2 separate regions of the Triticum aestivum genome follow, and region 2 is linked to region 1. A link is a contact called in public Hi-C data. All regions are on one chromosome and are shown on one strand. The core of a region is the stretch at or near the end of the contact, and the rest is flanking DNA. Distances in the headings are between cores, read along the strand shown.

Region 1 (4,068 bases), core at 66-2,565:
GGCACGGCACAGGCATGGCGAGGAGAGGAAAGAGAGAGACCCCACCCCCTTTCGGGCCGGGCTTCCCCTTCCATGTGGTGACACGGCGCCCGCACGTGTGCACGCCGGTGCGCGCGCCATACGACCGCTACTTGTAGTAATCCAATCCAATCCATCCCGATTCTTTCTTTCCTTCCTCTCTGACGCACGTACGCACACGTCGTCCTACCTAGAGCCTAGACTCGCTCGCCCTCGCCGTCGTGCTACAAATCGAGCTATCAATCGACCGATCGGGAGGCGGTGGTACGATGAGATGAGAAAATGGATGGATGGAGGGAGATGGTGTGTAGGCAGGGGGACGTACCGTCTTGGCGTGGTCCTGGATGCGGAGGCGGGCGCCGGGGCCCTGGTGGCGCCAGGAGGCGAGCGCCGGGGCGAGGAGGCGCTGCATGTCGGCGGTGACCTGCGCCTTGAGCTGCGGCGACTTGAAGAAGGCGCCGACGAGGCCGTGGACGCGCCGCTGCAGGCCGCCGTTGATGACGAGGATGGAGGACTTGCCCATGAGCTCCGTCAGCGACCGCGGGTACCACGGCACGAACGACCGCGCGTCGCTCTGCAGCACGAACCGGTTCACCTCCGCGTCCGCCGTCACCACCGTCGCCGACCCGAACAGGTGCGACCGGAACACCGCGCTGCCGTACCTGCATGCACGCGCCCACGGCCCGCGTCAGTACAGTACCACGCACGTGCATGCGCGCGCGCTGCCATGCCATGCCATGCCATGGCATCGATGGGTGGACGGATGGTGCCACGCGCACGCGTGCCGCCACTGTGCTGCGCCAGGGAAAAGAGACGGCTTAATTTCACTCACCGGAGGCGGCGCTTGTCGACGAACGCCTCGGGGCGCGGGGAGTAGGAGCAGGAGACGAAGTCCAGCGTCTCGCCGACGACCGGCCACCCGAAGCTGCCGGGAGGGAGCTGCGCCCCCGTCTTCATCGCCCGCCTCCTCGGCCTCGCCACGGCCGGGAGCAGCCTGAAGCACAGCAGCCACGCGGCGGCCAGCAGGGCCCCGGCGGCCGCGCACGTCGACGGCGCCGGCCAGGAAACGGACATCGCCGGAGGCAATTGCTGTCACACCGTGTCTGTGTGCGCGCGTGTCTGCGACTATCCTTGCACCGCCCGGCCGGCCGCTTACTTCTGATGGTGCGGTGCGGTGCGGTGGAGTGGAGGTGGAGATACGCGACTACGAGAGGACGAGGGGTTCCGAGGGGAGGAGCACCTATATGTAGGCGGCGAGTGGGGAGGAATGGAAAGAATTGGCAGCAGCCGAGCGCAAAAGGTACGGGCGGGGGCGAGGGGAGAGATTTTCCGAATATAAGCAATTGGGGAGGGGATTGAGATTTCGTAGTACTAAATCAAATCTTACATTAAGATTTTCTGAATATAAGCAATTGGGGAGGGGATTGAGATTTCGTAGTACTAAATCAAATCTTACATTTAAGATTTTCTGAATATGTTTTCTCTTTTTGCGTAGCCCCCAACATCTATCAAATCATTGTGTATCGTGGCACAGTGCTGGTACTACTACGGACGGAGGACTGGCTAGATATATCTTCCTTCGCTATGTTTGTGTGTTTCCTTCTCTGTGTCCGGGGTCCGGAAGATTGTGAGCCCCGAGCGGAACCAACCGATGCTGGTGATGACTGATGCCTGATGCGGGGCCCAACAAGGATATCTCTACTATTAAAACCCCCTCCGTTCATAAACATTTGTCTTTCTAGACATTTCAACAAATGACTACATATGAAGCAAAATGAGTGAATCTACATTAAAAATATGTCTACATACATCCGTATGTTGTAACCATTTGAAATGTCTAGAAAGACAAATATTTAGAAAACGGAGGGAGTATTAATTAGTACTATTAATTAATTAATTACTAATTTTAAAAGATATATACAATTAATTAATAATTAATAACCACTAACCTAAAAAAGATCTCTACTATTAAATCACTACTATTATTTCCCCGCAAAATGTTTTCTTTGCATCTTTTATTTCGCATTTACTCGAGATCTATTTATCCAATCTATCACAATTTTATCTCGTCAACTTGCCAATTTCCTACGTCGTTACCCGGAAGAGGGATTGACAACCCCTCATAAGCGTCGGGTTGCAAGTATTTGTTCTTTGTGTGCAGGTACCGTTTACATAGTGTTGCTTGGTTCTCCTACTAGATTGATACCTTGGTTTCATAACTGAGGAAAATACCTATCACAGTTGTGCTGCATCATCCCTTCCTCTTTGAGGAAATACCGACATAGTTCAAGCGACATGAGTACATACCCTCAGCCCCGAGGGTGAACTACTCCCTCCTCATCATGGAGACCGCTGGGATGATGAAGATGGCCTCCGGTGATGATTTTCCCCTCCGGCAAGGTGCTGGAACGGGGTCCCGATTGGTTTTTTGTGGCTTCGAAGGCTTGCGACGGCGAAACTTCTCATCTAGGGTTCTTTTTGGGAGTTTTGGTATTTATAGAAATTTTTTGGTGTCGGTATCATGTCAAGGGGGTGCCCGAGGGGCCCAGAAGCCGGGGGGCACGCCCTAGGGGGTGGGCTCGCCCCTAGGCTTGTGGCCTCCTCAGTCACTTCCTGGCCTAGCTTCGCTGCTTCAGGGGTCTCTTTTGGTCCATAAAAAATCACCATAAATTTTCAGTCCATTCCGAGAACTTTTATTTCTGCACAAAAAACGACATATAGTACTTCTACTGAAAACAACGTCAGTCCGGTTTAATTCTAATCAAATCATACCAAAACCATATAAAATTGTTGTAAACATGGCATGAATACTTCATAAATTATAGATACGTTGGAGACATATCAATGTAGTCTTCTCTTAACTCTTTTATGCATGATTATTGTAGCTTTGTATTTCTCTTCGATCTATTGATTTGGTTTGGCCAACTAGATTGATTTTTATTGCAATGAGAGAGGTGCTTTATGATGGGTTCAATCTTGCAGTGATCTATATCCCGATGACAGAAAGGGACAAGACACATATTTGTATTGTTGCCATTAGGGATAAAAAGATGGGGTTTATTTATGCATGAGTTTACTTTGTCTACATCATGTCATCTTGCTTAAGGCGTTACTCCATTCTTTATGAACTTAATATTATAGATGCATGGTGGATAGCGATCGATGTGTGGATTAATAGTAGTAGATGCAAGCAAGAGTCCGTCTACTTGTTTCGGACGTAATGCCTATATACATGATTAGTGCCTTGGATATCGTCATGATTATTCGCTTTTCTAACAATTGCCCAATAGTAGTTTGTTTACCCATCGTATGCTATTTCCAAGAGAGAAGCCTCTAGTGAAAACTATGGCCTTCGGTAATACTTTTATCATATATTAAAATACAAAAATACCTTGCTGCAATTTTTCTTTACTTTATTTCATTTTGCGTTTTATTTATCTATCTACCATTATAAGATTTCATCTTTGCAAATAACCACTGAGATTGACAACTCCTTGTTCGTGTTGGGTGCAAGTATTTGTTATTTTGTGTACATGTACTGCTAATGAGGTGTTGCTTGGTTCTCCTACTTGATTGGTAATCTTGGTTCTTAACTAAGGTAAATACTTATCTCTACGGTACTGCATCATCCTCTCCTCTTCGGGGAAATCCCAACGCAGCTGACAAGTAGCAGGAAGAATTTCTGGCGCCGTTGCCGGGGAGATATCATCAACATCTATCAAGTACCTACACATAAACTTTCATCTCTTGTGTTTACATTATTTGTCATTTGCCTCTCATTTTCATCTCCCCCACTTCTAAAACGTTTTTACAAAAATACAAAAATATTTTCTGTTTGCCTTTTTCGTGTTTGGCTTTTTGTTTGCTTGTTATCTTGTTTGCCTTGTTGTGATGTCTCAAGAAAATACAAAATTGTGTGATTTTTTAAATACTAATAATAATGATTTTGTTAGTACCCCAATTGCTTCTTCCGCCGCTAGTGCAGAGTCTTGTGATATAAATGTCGCTTTGCTAAATCTTGTTATGAAAGAACAATTTTCTGCTAGTCCT
Region 2 (4,068 bases), core at 560-3,059, 130 kb after region 1:
GAACAGAGCCAAGCTACAGGAATCAATTGACGTAAGATTTTTTTTAAATGAAGGAGGACCCCCGGCTTCTGCATCTGAACGATACATGCAACCACTTTATTAATTGACGTAAGAAACAGAGAAACTAAATTTTATCCATGTCGATAGATTATAGATTTCAGCTGTTGCTCATAGCTCCACACAAAATAGTGAAAAGAATCCCCAACGCAAAAGCGTGATGCGCAATCATGGACGCCACTATAGCTTGGTGCATATGCGATTCGATTTGATTAGCAACTGGTTGCATCTTTGAACTTGCATTAGGAAAAGTAAACGAAAGCTAAGACGACCCCATGAAGAATCTGGTCGTGCAATAAACATTACCCCTTACTAGATAAAAAGAAGCGCCAAGTTGTAAATAAACGAAGCTGTTGGTCTGAATCATTGCGCACTTTGATTCAAGTCCTTTCGGCCGGATTTAAAAAAAAATACTTTAAGTATGCTTGAATACCTGCACTTCAGCTAATCCAGAGATTTTTTTTCTAAAATATGTTGATACATATACTTCCAAACTCCCTTTTCGAAAACGTACTTCCATACTAGCACTACCTAAAATGCATCTGCTTGTGTCTAAATTCAGAAGAGCGGTGTGGCACAAGAATTTGAAGCTAGGCGGCTTGGAGTCATGATCACCACTCCAGCAAGTGGTGCTCCTGCTGACCGTTCTGCTCAGTTTGTTGCTGCATGATCTAACCAGAAGGCAGGACCCGCCAGTAGCCCCAGAATGACAATAATCATTTAGGCAGCTGATACTGATCAATCATACTCTCTCCGTTCAAAAATACTTGTTATCAAAATGAACAAAAGGGGATGTATTTAGAAGTATTTTAGTTCTAGATACATCCTTTTCTATCCATTTTGATGACAAGTATTTTCGGACGGAGGGAATAGTAGTTATTAAACCCCACTACACGATGCACGTAGCTGGATTTCGATTGCAACAGCTTTCGTCTTGTCTTGGTGGCTTTTTTGGCACACATCACTAACTCATTTCTGCAACGAAAACAACGTTCTTGTACCATCTGCCGATACATGCTTCCGTGTAGCTCGAATGCAGGCGCGCAACCACCTCTCTACGGCTTCTAATGGATTTCCGGTGAAAGCCACACTCGAGCGAAGCGCTGGGTCCGTACACTCTCAGTGTCTTGGGAAATTCATGTCTAAATTCTAAAAAGTAGCCTACACACGGAGAAGTTTTGACAACCCAAAACCCTCAATTTCGAATGTGTTCGCCTGACGGTGCCTTGTTAACTTGATCTTTTTGGCCATTTTTCGAATCTATGCGCTGCATTTGCCGTGCTCATACAAGATCACTACATTGTACTGTATGTGTGAAGGATAGCACCTTCACCGGTACTCCATCCGTATCAAAATATAAGACTTTTTTTAACACTAAAACGTCTTATACTTTGATAGGGGGGAGTAAAACTCTAGTTTCATCGCTGACTCCCGGGGGTCGCACGGACTCAAGTACCCCGGATAAACAACCAAATAAACAAGAACAAGATGGCATCACATCATCACGAAAGAGAGCGATGGATGAATGAGGTTGATGACCCAGCAACAACATGAGCAAGAGAAGAGGGAGGCAGCGACAGCAAGGGCGAGAACGACGACGACAGTGGTACGAGCACCGCACGGCCGGCCACACCAATAACAACTGGACGCGCCAAGAGCTGCACGTCGTCGCCGGCCGCTGGTACCGGGCCTGCCGGTACCACACGCACTACGCACATGCCCGCAGCCAATCTGCTGAGCACGTGCACTCCTCCCGTTCCGGCACCTCGTCGCCATCGGATTGGCAAGCGCACGCACCATGTGGACGTACGGTACGAAGAGTACTGCTCTTTGCTACCGGCGAGATTCTACGGACGAGTCAAGGAGAGCCGAAAGCGAGATCCTCTGGGCCGCCCGTGCAACGTGTCGCGGCCATCATGGTTGCAATCGTGGTTCGGTTGGTTTTCTGTTGGTTTTGTATAGGATTGTTAGGATTCATTTGCACCAGATTTTATAGCAAAATTTTCATCCCTCCAACATTATGCGCGAACATCCTATGTTTTTGTACAATCATATAGATGACATGACACGCTATTCTCATGTTCTTCTATTCATGCATTTGAGAGATTCTACAAATCAAAGAGGCCCTCTGATAGTGGAGAAACAAACGATCCTCCCGGTGTCCATATCATGCGATGCACAATTGCACAGGCCAAACCATATGTGGGAGCGTGTAGCTCATGACACGAGATGGAGAACATCTTTGGTTCTCCACGATGAGGAAAACGTGTGCATCTCGGGGGTGCACTGTACGATGAGCAGTTCACAGCACCCGGAGACGCAAATTACGACCCCAACTCTCCCGGCCGCGGGCCACGGTAACGCATGCCAACAACAACCCTTTCAGATCGGGCCGAGATAAAATACACGTTAAGAACGAGCTTTCGCATGGATTCCTTGGGGACGGCGCGGCATCAGGCAATGATGCGATGCGATGCGACCCAACCCAAAACCCCACGCCACCAGAATGATTCACCTCACGCTCCAATCGCTTGCTTGACTAGTCTCATGATCAACGTGTGCGCCCCTCCCGTTCCATTGTTTTCCTAGGTTGTTAGCTCTGCATCTATCATTTGATGGGCGAGCACAGCCACGCACTAATTGTGTGACTTCTGTAGGGTCACAGGATTAGTCGTCCCCATTCATTTGTCGGTCGGACGACCTTGAGGAAATATCAGTCCCCATTCACTTGTCAGCAATCTCAGCCTGATCTAGCTACAACTGAACTTCATATTAGCCTAGGTAAATATGTGGGACCCTGTACTTAGCATTTAGCAAGCAGGTATGGGGGTATAGAACAAGGCAACGGCCAAAGAGAACGGAGCTTGCGTGCGTGTTGGCTGGGTTTTCCGTTGATTATAGCCAAATCCATGAGCCAAACACATGTATAGAAAAATCATATGCTTTGAACCTTGTGTGTTAGTTTTTGCATCTGGTATTATGCTTTACTAGATAGCAAATCCCCCCTTTTCAGATCTTTCAGTATTGAGTTCCTTTCCAATTCATATCTCCGGAAAGTAGCCAAGATGCGATATTCATACGAAAGAACTGAAAACTAGAAACAAGCCACTGACTTCTTGCCTGAATTTGAAGCCGACTGATGAGGCTGCATAAGACCACTTTGCTGAGGAAGCATCACAGCAATTGCTGGTAGCGCGGGCCTTCAAATTCAATATGCATCAGCCACTTGACAGCAAAAGATATGAGAAATTAAAGCTTTGCTTCATGCACACAGCAACACTCCATTCTTGCTGTGGCCCATCTATGCATTGCACGCCGATCATCATTATCGTTTGCCAAGAACTTGCAGGCCAAAGCGATGGCGAGTGCCATCTTCATTATCACCCCAACAATCCTTTGAATATTAGCTAAGCCCTAACAAACAGAGCAAGCTAGTGAGCTACCAATAAAGAAAGGAATCAAGCGATTATGAAATGTCAGCTGCCGATTCGACAACGACCGTGACAGTATATTGTTCGAAACATGGCATTGGCAGTGTTAGTGGAAGCACACAGGAGGAAGGCCACAAGCAAAAAAACAAAACAGGCCGGTCGTGCACGCGCAGATGGACGGGCATCAGCATCGCCTTGGGATTGACAAGGCAGGCAGGAGCAGAAGGAATCAATGGCGGGGCGAGTGCTCTGCTAAAGGACAGCCGCTGGAGCAACATTTCTTCATTTCCGGGGAGTGTGGTAGGGCGGCAGTAACCATCAGCAGGCCAAAGGGAGGGGGGAATCTCAATAGCGACCTTGCACAGAGCCGTGCTCCTGTTGCATGCAGCTGACGGGGACACTGGCGGGATGCAGCAGGGGCGTGGGTGGGTGCATGGGGCATGATGAACAGGGCCGAGATGGGCTCGGAGGCTGACGGATCGAGGCCAGGAGGAGAGGATCCCTGTATGGGGCAACAGAAAGCCAAGTACAGGCGCGTTCTCGGCCCTTGGAATGAGTTCCCACAAATAATCCTGCTGCG

Evidence for each region. Hi-C and Micro-C count contacts between places; a contact is called where the count stands out from the background.
Region 2: a contact with region 1 is called in a Hi-C map of leaf, with 5 times the contacts expected there. The contact joins the enhancer-like site here to the promoter of LOC123060342 in region 1. A contact is called at or near these places in 4 of 5 Hi-C or Micro-C datasets (leaf, root and an unstated tissue) and 1 of 1 datasets of contacts at active chromatin or transcription factors (leaf).

Annotation. Positions count from the first base shown.
Region 1 is chr3A:67,532,100-67,536,167 of IWGSC CS RefSeq v2.1, forward strand. LOC123060342 (cytochrome P450 90D2) reads right to left here and starts at 1,316. Exons shown (of 8, transcript XM_044483023.1): 1 at 851-1,316; 2 at 344-680. The coding sequence starts at 1,092.
Region 2 is chr3A:67,665,817-67,669,884 of IWGSC CS RefSeq v2.1, forward strand. LOC123060345 (a long non-coding RNA gene) reads right to left here. Exons shown (of 3, transcript XR_006427905.1): 3 at 2,981-3,471. Among protein-coding and RNA genes, the nearest start is that of LOC123060345, 3.2 kb to the right of the region's middle. Within about 2 kb of position 1,810, at least 1 of the 8 cell types and tissues checked has an H3K27ac peak or open chromatin away from gene starts, as enhancers often do. A contact at or near this core is called in leaf, where this site is marked.